Regions from separate parts of the Callithrix jacchus genome. Here region 2 is linked to region 1. A link is a contact called in public Hi-C data. All regions are on one chromosome and are shown on one strand. The core of a region is the stretch at or near the end of the contact, and the rest is flanking DNA. Distances in the headings are between cores, read along the strand shown.

What was found. Hi-C and Micro-C count contacts between places; a contact is called where the count stands out from the background.
Region 2: a contact with region 1 is called in a Hi-C map of induced pluripotent stem cells, with 4 times the contacts expected there. The contact joins the enhancer-like site here to the promoter of CTSO in region 1. A contact is called at or near these places in 3 of 3 Hi-C or Micro-C datasets (induced pluripotent stem cells and skeletal muscle).

The regions. Positions count from the first base shown.
Region 1 is chr3:40,534,556-40,541,551 of calJac240_pri, forward strand. It overlaps CTSO (cathepsin O), which reads left to right and starts at 3,225. Exons shown (of 8, transcript XM_008992551.4): 1 at 3,225-3,405. The coding sequence starts at 3,280.
Region 2 is chr3:40,677,458-40,684,453 of calJac240_pri, forward strand. No RefSeq gene overlaps it. Among named protein-coding and RNA genes, the nearest start is that of ASIC5, 56 kb to the left of the region's middle. Within about 2 kb of position 3,559, at least 2 of the 16 cell types and tissues checked have an H3K27ac peak or open chromatin away from gene starts, as enhancers often do.

The sequences.
Region 1 (6,996 bases), core at 1,975-4,474:
TGAGGCAGTAGATACGTAATAAAGAGTTAAGGGAAATTCCACGTGCTATTTTGCAGATTTATGAAAAAATACATCTCCACATGTGCATGTAATTAATTTATAGTGTTTATTCTAAGAATTAGCAGATAATTTCACCTTCACTTTTCAAGACACTTTTCAAAAACTTTGTTTTACTACTTAACTGATCTCCCTTTTAACTGACCCAAAATTCTTCACAATCTGTGTGCGTCTTATTTATCTCATATTCTACTCTCTCCCACCCTCTTTTTTTTTCCCTTTCCTCCATCCATGGTGACTTCTTTTATGTTTCTGGGACGTGCCAAGCAAACTTCCATCTCACAGCCTTAGTGTTGACGATTCTTTCTGTCTTAGCTTCTCCTTCCCTGGATATCTGAATATCCATGTGGCTCACTTTCTTCCCCTTCAAATGTTTGCTCAAAAGCCTCCTCCTCAGTGAGGACAGTATTGAACACCTTACTTAAAAGAGCAACACTACCCCTCACACTCATGACTCTCCTTATGTAGATGTATTGTCCTTTAACACATGTACAGGTCGAGCACCTCTAATCCAAACACCCAAAATGCTCCAAAATCTAAAACTATTTGAATGTTGACATAATGCCACACCTAGAAAATTTCACACCTGACTTCACATGGTCGGTCACAGTCAAAACGCATTCAAAACTTTGTTTCATGCATAAAATTATCTAAAATAGTCAGCATAATTACCTTCAGGATATGTGCATACGGTGTATATGAAACTCAAATGAATTTCGTGTTTAGACTTGGGTATCATCCCCAAGAGATCTCATTATGTATAGGCAAATATTCCAAAATCTGGGGGAAAGAAATCTGAAATATGAAACACTTCCAGTCCCAGACATTGTGGATAAGGGATCCTCAACCTGTAGTAATTTATTTTTTTTTAGATGAAGTCTCACTCTGTTGCCAGGCTGGAGTGCAGTGGCACAATCTCGGCTCACTGCAACCTCCACCTCCCAGGTTCAAGGAATTCTCCTGGCTCAGCCTCCAGGGTAGCTGGGACTACAGGCACACACCACCGCATCCAGCTCATTTTGTATTTATTTTTAGTAGAGACAGGGTTTCACCATGTTGAGCAGTGTGGTCGCAATCTCTTGACCTCATGATCCGCCCTCTTGACTTTGTGATCCGTCCTTTTGACCTCATGTTCCGCCTGCCTCAGCCTCCCAAAGTCCTGGCATTGCAGGGAGCCACCCCGCCAGGCCAACCTGTAGTAATGTTATTGCGTCTCTCTCCCCTCACTGAAATACCACCTCCATTAGGGTGGAGATTTTCATATCTTGAGACACTTATGCACTTTATACACTCAATAAATATTTGTTGATGTAAATCAACTGAAATACCAGCTTCATGAGGATGGGGATTTTCACCTGTTTGGTCACTTATGCACTTGCTTGATATACCCTCATTACCTAGAACAATGCCTGACACTTAGCAGGTACTCAATAAATACTTGATGCGAGTTCATGAACTGAGTTTAATTCGAGTGGCATTCTTACAATACCAATTTTCCTAGAGTAAGGATGACTGCCTATATTTAAGTTTCTTGACTCAGTAGGTTGTCAATAAATAGGAACTATGATCCAAAATCAAACCTCAGTTTAAAAAAAGAAGTATGTGCTTGTATGAGTTACAAGAAAGGGCTAAGTGCAAAAGAACTGCTGAGGTTAACATGAACATTGTTCTGTAAACCTATGATTTAAATAAAATCTGTATCACCATACTTTTCAAGAGCAATATATCTCATCATGGATGTACCTAAAAAAACTCTGATGTCCTCAGCGCGCAGTGGCTCACGCCTGTAATCCCAGCACTTTGGGAGGCCAAGGGGGGCAGATCACCAGGTCAAGAGATGGAGACCATCCTGGCCAACATGGTGAAATCCGGTCTCTACTAAAAATACAAAAAAAAAAAAAAAAAAAAATTAGCCTGGCATGGTGGTGGGTGCCTGTAGTCCCAGCTACGCGGGAGGCTGAGGCAGGAGAATTGCTTGAAACCGGAAAATGGAAGTTGCAGTGAGCCGTGATAAGGCCACTGCACTCCAGCCTGGCAAAAGAGCCAGACTCTGTCAAACAAACAAAACAAAGAAACCTCTGATGTCTTTCCTCTTAATAACCAGAACATTCTTTTTATTTTATTACCAATTTTGCATCAGAGAATATTGTACCTCACTGCATCTAGGTTAAAAACTAAAGACATAAATCTGATAAATCTAAAAATCTAGGAGGGTAGTGATAGGAATTTCAGAGACATGGAAGCCTTGTTCACAATAGATTATAATAGAAAGGCTCAGTAGAGCCAGCTTCATGAGTGTGTGACCTGTGCAGAAGTGGGTGCTTAGAAGGCCCATAGCTTGGGTTAATGCTCTGCTGTTGCCGTCTTGAAATTCTTAACAATTTATGAACACAGGAACTTCATTTTCAGTTTACATGGGGCCCTGCAAATCATGTAGCTGGCTCTATCTTCCTTTGCAAATGGAGAAACAGGCTTCAAGAATTTTGAAACTGCCGTAATAGATCCAAAAATTGTCTATGCTTTTCACAACTGTACAATTTTGTTACGTATTTATAAACATCTGCTGAATGTATGCCTCTATGTATTGGCCCACATCATTTCAGAAGCAGGTCTTGAACTTAGGGAGCGTGGGGAGAAGGAACATGGCAGGTTTCGGAGGCTCACAAGGCAGGCCAGGTGGCTTACACCTGTAATCCCAACACTTTGGGAGGCCAAGGCGGGCAGATCACTTGAGGCCAGGATTTCAAGACTGGCCTGGGCAATATGGTAAGATCCCATCTCTACTAAAAATACAAAAATAGCCTGGCGTGATGGCATGTGCCTGTAGTTCCAGCTATTCTAGAGGCTGAGGCAGGATGATCACTTGAACCTGGGAGGTCGAGGCTGCAGTGAGCCCTGATCTCACCACACACAAAAAAAAGAATGCCTCTCAGGGTTCTTTTTTCTAATAGACAGAGAGAGGTGAAACCTCGAAAGCAAGTGCCTGACTCTTCCAAAAACAAGGAAAAAAAATCCAAAACACTAGCCCCAGAGAGAAGTTTCATAGTCTCCAGCTGACCGGATTTTCAGGCACAGAGCACCTGGGACCTAACACAGGGGTCAATCCCCGCATCCTGCACTCCACGCGACAGCTTCTTCCGCCCATCGAGTCCGGGAGGGGAGGAGCCGAGGAACCGAAAGAGAAAACAGGCCGCCCGGGTGGCGGAGGAGCCTGGCGCCGCGATGGAGCTGCGGGCGTTGCCGTGGCTGCTGGGGCTGCTGTGCTGGGGCGGCGGCAACGCGGACTCCCACGCCCCCTTCACCCGGACCTTGCCGCGGAGCCGCCAGCGAGAGGCCGCCGCCTTGCGGGTACCGAGCGCGCGCCTTCCGGGTCTGTCCCGCTCCCCCATTTCCTGTCCCGGGTCTGGGCTGCGGAAGAGGGGCCCGGAGAGCTGCCCCTGCTGGTGGGCACCCCAGATACGTCTGGGGCCCTGAGCTGCGGGTGCAAAAGCCAGCTTCTGTCTCCCCTCTCCTTGTGCCACTGTGTCGCTCCCCCATGCCTTTGCTAACCAAAAGATTAGATTTTCCAGAAAAGATGTGTCGCTATGGATTTGGGGGACGCACCCAAAGACATCAGTAGATACGTCCAAAGTGTTTTTGATGGGAAGAAGGGCCCTTTTTTTAGCAATCCCCTCTATCGTCGCCACTAACTTCCAAAGCTCTTTTTCACATTTATGAGAACCAGGAACAGGGAGCAGCGTGTTGGTGGAGGAAACCTGTCGTTTTTCTTCCCGAGGAGGGCGCCAGTGATCAGAAGTTAGAGACAAAGAGCCTGCCTTTAGCCCGCTTACAGAATCCTGATGGTTAATGATTCTCCTTAAACTAACGCGTCGCCTTAAAAGTTCTTCCTGCCTTGGAGACTGAGTTGGAGAAAAGAGAAACATTTAATTTCCTTTTCATAGCATTATGAAAAAGTCCTTATAATAAATGCTTAGATTTGAGTCTAGCATGAAAGCTCTGTAAGAGACCAGTTTGCTGAGCACAAAACCAAGGAAACGGCAAGGAATGCAGATTTAGTGTTTGCCTCGTTGTGTCCTAGATATCTGATACTGTTTAACACATTTTTTAAATTCATGAAAAATGTCATGATCATGATTTAATTTATTAGAAAAGAAAATTCATTCATTCTGAATCAAACGTGAGTCTGAGTTCAGTAATATTACCCAAGGAAGTGTATCTTTTCCCCTGGTGTTTGTTGGAATTTCTCACAGGATTTTATAGCTATGCTCTTTTCTCTTCCCCTTTCTCTACTGGAAAGCTCCAATGTGTAGGAAGGCCAGCTTTTCCTGATTCTGTCTGCTAACAGCGTTTTGTCCAAACAGAGATGTGTACAGTTATCTCCAGTTTATTATTCTGGAGTTCAGTTCTAGCTTTCAAAACCGAAAGTCCTCTTACACTCTTTGAAGTACAAAATTCTGGCCTGTACTCTACCCCTCGCCTGAACTTAGTTTCATTTTTCTGGTAAACCAAACCCCTTAGGGGAAAAGTCAGTCTCACCTTTATTGGAAACATATTCATTGGCTAAATAAATAAACACAGTCAGGCCCCTAAAAAAAAAAAATCCTATTTCAGGACAAAGCTCAAAGGGCCAGACTTATAAATATATTTTTAACGTTTATTTAGATAATTTATAAATATGTATGTGTATATATATACAATTTATATAGTGACTCATATTGGTCCTGTGAAGAGGCCATATCCAGAAGATGAATATCTAGAAAATATAACTTTTCTCAGGAGAAATACAAAGATCCAGGTTGAACAGTGGAAGATTGGAAGTGGAGGAGGATAGAATTATGAAGACTGTTAGTACATTTCAAAAACCTTGGGTTAAGAAAGACCTAAAAAGTTGTGAAAGCAATTGCTGCCAGTAGGAGTTTTCTTCATGAGGTGGATACCCACAAAGGTTTGAGGCTTCAAAGCACAGTTGCTGGAAACTGAACACCTCTTGGTGCTTAGCTGGACGTTATCCAAGAATGCTTTAAAACCGATTTTCTACCTTAGTGGTCCCCAATATTTTTGGCACCAGGGACCCCTTTCATGGAAGATGATTTTTCCATGGGCAATTGGGTGCGGGAGGAGTGGGGAGATGGATGGGTTTGGAATGGACTCTTCCACCTCAGATCATTAGACAATAGTTAGATTAGTTAGCTGGAGATTGCAGTTTGTACTAGGGATAAGAGCTGGACACAGGGAAGGGTGGAAAGGGCCTTGGCTCCTTGATAACCATGAAACTTCTTGTTGAAATCAAGTGAATTCATTGGTGAATTGATGATTCAGGGGTTTACAGCTAAATATCCAGTTAAGTTCCTGATTAATTAGTAATGTCTTTCATGGTCATGGGTTTAGATAATGGCGAAGGTTTTTCAAATTTGTTTTAATCTTAGCCTTAGATAGTTTTGTATGCTCCCCCGGAATGTACCTTAAATGAAAGTTAGGATAGCCCTATGACTTTCCCACAAACTATTATATTATTGTTCAGTGAAAACTAGACTCCTCTATGGTTTATTATGGGATGTCTCACAAGATATCTGACGGGATGGCTTATGTCTGCTCCTTCACTCCTTTGGAAACTTCCAGTGCTCAGGAAGCTCTTAACTATTGAATTCAGCCTACTCTCCTTTGTGCCAAAACCTAGATATGGCTTCTTCTTTACTGATGCTCATTATTTTACCACAGAACATTTGGTATTCTTATCCTTTTGGGCATGGACCAATATTGGATCCAATAAAAGTTGTTTGATACCGTCACTTTAGAATAATACCTATGCCAAAGCACATGTGATTTATTGATTTATTTTTTTTTCGGAGGCTCGTTTTGTCACTAGGCTGGAGTGCAGTGGCGCAATCTTGGCTCACTGCAACCTCCACCTCCCGGGTTCAAGCGATGTTCCTGCCTCACCCTCCCAAGGAGCTGGGACTACAGATATGCACCACCACACCCAGCTAATTTTTGTACTTTTAGTAGAGATGGGATTTCACCATGTTGGCCAGGAAGGTCTCGATCTCTTGACCTTGTGATCCTCCCATCTGGGCCTCCCAAAGTGCTGGGATTACAGGCATGAGCCACCGTACTCGGCCGCACATGTGATTTTACATAAAATTTCAGAAGCTTTACCTTAAGAGCAGTTGCCATAATAACACAGGTTATATTATTATAAGATTATTTATGTATTTAGAAATATTTATTTATGTACAAATAAATAACTATAGTATTTTTATAACAAATGATCCTAACTAATGGGCCACTTATGTATACTTGCCATAATCAGCCCCTTGAAATCTGGAATTAGGTCCTCCAAATAGACTTTCTCCAAGAAAGCTTTAAAACCCCCTCCTCTTCCCCTTTTCCTTCTCGTCCCTTCCCCTTTTCTTTCCTTCCTTCCTTCCTTCCTTCCTTCCTTCCTTCCTTCCTTCCTTCCTTCCTTCCTTCCTTCTTGCTTGCTTGCTTCTTGACAGAGTCTCCCTCTATCGCCCAGGCTGGAGTGCAGTGGCGCAGTATCAACTCACTGCAACCTCTGCCTCCCGGGTTCAAGCAATTCTCCTGCCTCAGCCTCCTGAGAAGCTGGGACTACAGGCGTGCACCACCTCACCCTGCTAAGTTTTGTATTTTTAGTAGAGTCAGTTTCACCATGTTGGCCAGGATGGTCTCAGTCTCATGATCTGCCTGCTTCGGCCTCCCAAAGTGCTGGGATTTCAGGCATGAGCCACCACACTCAGCCTAAAACCTATTTTAAACCTCAGTGGTCCCCAGACTTTTTTGTACCTGGGATTGGTTTCATGGAAGACAATTTTTCCACAGACTGAGATGTGGGGTGGGGTAGGGAGGATGCAGATGATTTCAGGATGAAGCTGTTCCATCCCAGATCATCAAGCATTAGATTCACATAAGGACTGTGCA
Region 2 (6,996 bases), core at 2,309-4,808, 140 kb after region 1:
CTAGAATGAAGATGTGTTTGTGAAAAGAAGTACCTGAAAATCTTGTTGCTGGATATCTATGGACAGTGATTGGCCAAGGAAAAAATAAATTTAAGTTTGGAAAAGCTGTATCTGCAGTTAAATACCCCTACCAAAACCTACTCAAAGGCAGGCAAAAAATGGATAAAGGAAGGAAATAAGTAGTTTAAGTGGTAAAGAATTATCAAAAAGACCTGTGAAATTTTTGGTCATGGTTAGCATATTTTGGAGAGGAAATTCTTCCACCTCATCAGATAATACAAGAGTTGGCAGTCCTCCATGTTTCAGTATGTCTATGTCTGTGCATGAAATATAGTAGAAGTTACCACAACAAGAATTATAAGAAATGCCGAGAGAATATATAGCTGAGAGATAGTGGTAAAGGCTAAAAATGGATTCTTCAGCCTTGCCTCCAGCCTTGAGCACACATTGCCTCTAGAACTCAGAAACTTTCAGGAGTAGACTTAGCTCAGAATCAAGACAAATAAGAATCAGACCCAGGACTCTGAATAGTAGAAGGCACCTGCATCTTCATTTTAAGAATAATTATTGAGCAGTGTAGTATTTGAGCTACAGTTCCACTAAAAACAAGACCAAGTCAAGCACTCTGAGGCTTCCTACGGCCGGCAGCAGAGAAAAGCTGGAGAGACCTCAGAACTGAGGGATTAAGTACTGTCTTTCATGACTGCATGTCCTGAGGGCAGAGTGTTCTTAGCACATCAGAAGCTATTCATGGTGGTCATGAGAGCGCTTATGCCCTTGGTGTGGATTCTTCATTGCTGAGACTGAGTATTCTGTCTCTAACCACAAAACCCTGCCATTTCTCCTTGGACATTTTCTCTCTTTTCTCACTGTGACCATCTTAATCCGTGTCTTCATATCTGGAATTTAACAAGTGTCTTAGAAAATCACATCACCCCTCAACAATATACTTCTCAACAATTTATAGGAGTATAGTGCTAGAATAATGCTTCTTTAATATGTCTTGAATCATGACATTTCTCTTAAATCAAGTCACCTTACACTTACTAATTTCTTATCATCTTTTATAAGCTCTGTATTTTATAGAGCCAGCATCATTTTTAAACTTCTTTCCCAATACACTTATTTAGCCAGTTCTTTCTCTGTTTCACAAACTTACCATGATGATGCGTTCCTCCGTATTTCATCTAATTCCTCCCCTTGTTCAGTGATATTATTCCCTTTCAGGGAAATATCTATAGTTTGCCATTGCTGAAGCTTATGTCTTCCCTGTTATCTCTCAGCTTCTTCAATCTCTATTTCTTTTCTGAGTAAACATAATAAAGCATTTGAGTAGTACTTAAAATTTTTACTGAAAATTATTAAAATATTAATAAGTCAATAGGTTAAATTAGATCATTGAATGCATTTTTTAAAAGATTAACAGAAAATTGAAAACATGCAATCAATACTTTTTCTTTTTGGTTACTAAACTTTTTTTTTTAATTTGGAAAATTTAAGAAAGTAATGAAATGAACAGCCACATAACCACTATTCAAATTTAATCAGCATTATATTTTGGCATATTTCCATCTGATTTTATGTGTATGAAATCATGGTATGTACATTAGTCTGAAACCTACTTTTCACTTTTACCTGTTTATAGTGCATTCATGTTAACAAATAAAGATCTGGCTTATTAAATTGTTGCATTAAATTACGTCCATACATATACCATGATTGACTGATTGATTTTCTCCTGTGAATGTATATTTACATAGTTCCAAATTTCCACTTATAACAAAGATAAGGCAATAAAATTCTGTATACATTTCCTTTTGGTATTTACCTGGAAGTGAAATTAATAAAATTTTTTGGTAGATGCATCTTTACCTTGACTACATATTGTCAAATTGAAATTCAGAAATTCCTCATTATCTTGTGAGAGTTTTAAAAATTTTTCCAAACTAGTTTGTACTTTTTGTTTTAAGAGCTCAGTAGGCATTGAAGGGGAGGATGGAATTGGAGATGTCTTAGAGAAGAGGAAGTCATGAAAAAGTAGGAAGAAGCTGCAGCTGAAAGATTACCAGGTATCTGTGTAATTCTGACTGGATTCAGAGGATAGTAAACCTGCCACAGAAATTGTGATGCCAGAAGAGTCATTAGGATGAATGGACAGTCACTCTTTCCCCTGTGACATGATGGAGGGTATATTGCACGACTTTCAGGTCGATATTGGCCAATCTACCTAATACAGATATTGACCAGCTTCTTACATTGCTTGTTTTGTTGTGGCGTAAGAAGAGTAATCACAGCAAATGTCACAGATACTGGGGAAAGAGTGTTCTAAATAAGAATAGATTCCAGATAAGTGTTGGTGAATGAGTTGTGTTTTAACTATTTTTCTATGAATAGTGATCCTCAGAGGTTTATGAACTTTTTTTTATAATGAACAGACAAAAGAACAAATATTTGAAATAATTCAGAAAGCAAATAAATGTATGTAGTGAGCAAGAAATAAATGGCCAGCTTTAGAAAAGATGCCTAATGTAAGGACTATTGAATCTACTTTGTTGCTTATCTTACTAAGTCATCCATTACTAACATTCTGAAAGCCTAGTAGAGCTTCACTGTTCATCTGAAGAAAGAGTGAATGTTGACATGTAAGACATTACCTTTAGATTTTAAGTGATAGGAAGTTTCCTTAAGTCTCAAGATTTAGCAAGAATTAAAAGGGTCTCAATGGAATGCCTATTTCCAAAATCAGAGTAAAGGAGAGGAAATGGGAGGAACAGAAGTCAGATGAGAAGAGATTTGCATCTAAAATTTTCATTAGAATCAACTGAGATAAATTTTACCCGAGTTGGAAGTAGGAGTAAAGGACAAGTAAGAGAAAACATTAAACACTGCTAAAGTTGCACAACAATTTTCAAAACTGGTTCAGTAATGACTCCTATAATAGTGTCCAGCAACTTTTATGCAAATCTATTATTTCATCAGAGTTATACATCTGCACTAATTAAATACCTGCAGAAAGAAGACTGTAAGTAAATTTTAAAAATAACTCAAATGATTCAAATGTCAATTTTAAATGACATTTATAAATTCATAGGCTAACAAACCACAGCATACAATTCGGTTATACATGTTTCTGTTAGTTACCACTAAGATGTCTTGAATAAAGTCATATGTTTTTCTAAATCGCTGGCAGAGTTTCTGCCTTTATTAATGTAGAAAAAACCGAGTCCTTGTCACAAGACCAGGAAAAGTTAGATACGCAGACACTTTGAAGGATGAAGGGAGAATGAAATTAATTGGGCTAAAAGGAAAAAAGACTCTCAGCAAAGCGAGAGGGTTTCCAGTTAGCAGACCCTCATCTCACAGACTGAATCCAGGACACTACCCAGGAACCAGAGAAGCCAGGCTCCTCCCCTCTGCAAAAGGCGCTGAAACGTCCCGCCGCTCCAGCCGATCTTCCCAGTGTGCAGGTGGGTATTATTCAAAAAGAATCAGTCGTAAATGCGCAGGCCAGCAGTCCGCTTTTTCAGCCTTTAGGCTGTTTTAGGCTTGAAGGCGGAGGTTTCGCTGGGGCATCCTTGGCTGTCTCCTCTCTCTGTCATTAACAACAAGTCAAAGCCACCTTCAGGTTATGTCCTTATCCTGCTATGCACTTTATTCAAAGGGTAATTGCTTACAACAGAAAGGTACTATATCCTTGTTTCTTTCTACTTGGGAAACAAGCCCTCACATTAAAAATTTTTTTACAAAGAAGAAAGAAAATAAAACGAAAGGCAATACATGATTTATTTTCAGACTGTTTATTGTAAAAAATAGTTTAGAGAAAAGAGAAATAATTACCAAAGATTTTGAGTCTCTCAACACAGTTGAATCCTGTAGACTGGATCGTTAGAACTTGGATAAATAAAGAGAAGGAAGCTTGAAAGCAAATGCTGGCAGCAGCAGGTTTGTATTTGCATAGTTTGTTTGCAAAACAGCAAGAAGATTAGCTTAGAAGAATTGGAAGGGGAATTAAATTGAGTAATCAGAGGTCCTTTCGGATCAAAAGAGAATGAACAGATTATAGGAATTTTTGAATTCTTATCCAAGACCTTCACCCTACCACAAATTAAGAAAGAGTTACAGCAGTTTCTTGCATGAGGTGGTCAGAAAGGTGCTTCTGTTCCATATAGCCTTGGCTAGAGTCACACATTCAAATATATTTAGCTGGCACCTGTCCAAGAAGACTTTAGCCATTCTTGCAGGAATTCTCACATAAAAACATGAAGAGACATGTATGTCACAACATTGGGAGCTGGGCACATTCTGGGGTCCATTAGTAAGAAATATTATTTTGTAGACTTTTACATTGGTGATGCCCAATGAACCATACCTCCCAGTATTCATACCCTTCAGTAGTTCTCTTACACATTGTGCTTGGCATTGTGATTGGTTTTGACCAAGTGGGTCAAATGTAATGTAGGGGCTCATTAAGAGCTTGCATTTAAGGACTTGTCCCTTTGAAATACTTGGATCCAGCTGCCATGTTTAGGTCACATACAGTTAAAAAGGTCATATGGGGGAGTATTGAGATATTTAACAAATGGCTGAAGTCTTCTTGGACAGTTGCCAGCTAAATATAGCTGAATGAGTGACTCTAGCCAAGGCTATATAGAACAGAAGCAGCGCCCAGATGAATATGTTATTTTAAACTACAACATTTAGATTAAAATAACATAGAGATATAAAAATGTATAGCAAACAAGGGAAAGATAGCAGAAAAAAAAGAGAGAGAGAATAAAAAGAGAGGGAGGAAGAAAACCAAGTAGCTACCCCTACTTTGGAAATCATGTGATTGTTGTCTTGTGCTTGATTCTCTTAAAGTGTCTGTAAGCACGCACTATTAACATGACTTGGAGAAGGGAAAGACAACTGTCTTTCCCTGCACAAATATCTCTAATATACAGAATATATTGGTGCAAATAGTTGTTTAGTTCTAGGTACCTATTGGTTGCACCTAGACAGTTGTATGATGCATGGTCTTATAGGTATGATACAGACGAGTGTAGAAAAAAATCAAGCTTAGTGACCCGGGCATGCTGGGGACAAAGAACTACCTGCACAAATATCTCTAATATACAGAATATATGACTCTATTTGGTCAAAGGTGGTCAAAAAGTCTACAAGACAAGAAGAAAAATCCCCCCTGGACACCAATTCATTAGTAAATGCTTAGCCATAATAAACATTACAAAAGAAATGGAACTAAAAGAACAAAAAATACTGAGTACATTAACAGAATACTTATATCTCTATTACAAGTGTATTTTAAAGTGTTTATAAAAACAAACATCACACCACCAGACACCAAAAAATACAAATATGCCAAAAATATATATACTACACGTATACAATATTGTACACACAATGTACTACCTATGATAATTTTTCCATATAATTCAAAATATATGTTGATATAGCACTAATTTATTCAACAATCTTTATGTTAAATTTGTTTTCATTTTTTAATATTGCAAATCATACTGCAATGAACACTCTTAATCACAAAATGTTTTGCCCATTTTATATTATTTTCAGAGAATACATTTCAAGGATATCTTGATAATGTTTAATGTGTTTTTCATGTATTTCCGCATTACCCTTCACACAGTTAAAGACAAATTAGTAGTTTAGGAGTATGTCCATTTTCCTGTGTTGTCAACTTGTTAACTGTAAATACAGCTTTTGGTTTTTTGAGAGTCTCTGTCACCTAGGCTGGAGTGCAGGGGTGTGATCATAGCTCACTGCAGCCTTGAACCTGTTGACTCAAGCAATCCTCCTGCCTCAGCCTTGTAAACTGCTGGGATTACAGGCATGAGCCATCACATCTGGCCAGTTCTTAGTATTTTCATATTCTTTAAAAATAATTTATATAAGCAAGCATATCATTGTAGCATTGCTTATAGTAATGAAAAATTAGAATTAATCCAAATATCCAACAAAAGAAGCATTATTAAAAAGTTGTGGATAAGCCATATGATGAAATAATTCATAGTCATCAAAAACCATTACCAGGAGACAGGGAGCAGACAACTGCAAAAGGCATAAAAAAGTTTTATGGCTGAGAATAGCAATGCATGTAGAGTATTTCAAATATCTGCATTGGATTGAGGGACAACTGTGAATTGCCAGTTTCTCTGGGACATACATTTTCTTTCTTAAAACTAAGCTAGCAGGTACTAAAAGGCTTGGATGCTCCTTGTACACTCTTCTTTTGGTTTCTGGAACACAAGTGACTGGAACCTGTCATGAGCCCAAATATATATATATATATATTTTTTTAGACGCTTCATCTGGCTTGCTCTTTAATGTACTTAATTGTAGGGGGTTTGGTTTATAGGCATGCTGGATAAGGAACATATTCTAAACTCTTGGTATCATCCTCCTGAAAGTCATATTAATAGTCTCCTTGGTGCACTTTATTCTTCAAAGGTTTTAAATGTTTGCATGCATCATCTCTAGAATATCAAATGGTCTTTCTTCAACCAGAATGACCATGAGAACACCATAACCTATGAATGACATGCTGAGAGTCGAGCCCAAATATTGGCAGGTTTTCCCTTAGTTGCTTTTCTTTCGAGTAGTTGCAGTACCTACCTCACAGCATTCCAGTGTTTGCTCAGTCATCACCTTCATCCTTCATCGAGGCCAGCCCCAGCTCCCAATTTCCAAATTGCAATTAGCCTCGCCCCATTCCTGCACTCCTGATCTCCCTTCCTCTATTCTTAATTTCTTCTACATAGAATGCATCATCCTCTATCACTTAATTTACTTTTATGTTATTAGATTGGTGCAAATTACTTTTAATGGCAAGAAACCAATTGCTTTACCACCAACCTTATAAATTTATGGTGTATTTTCTGTCTCTCTCTGCTAGAAAGTAAGCCCTCTGAAGGCAAGGAGCATTTTTTATTTTCCATCAATCTGACTCATGCTGTCAGCTCAGAGTCTGGCACACTG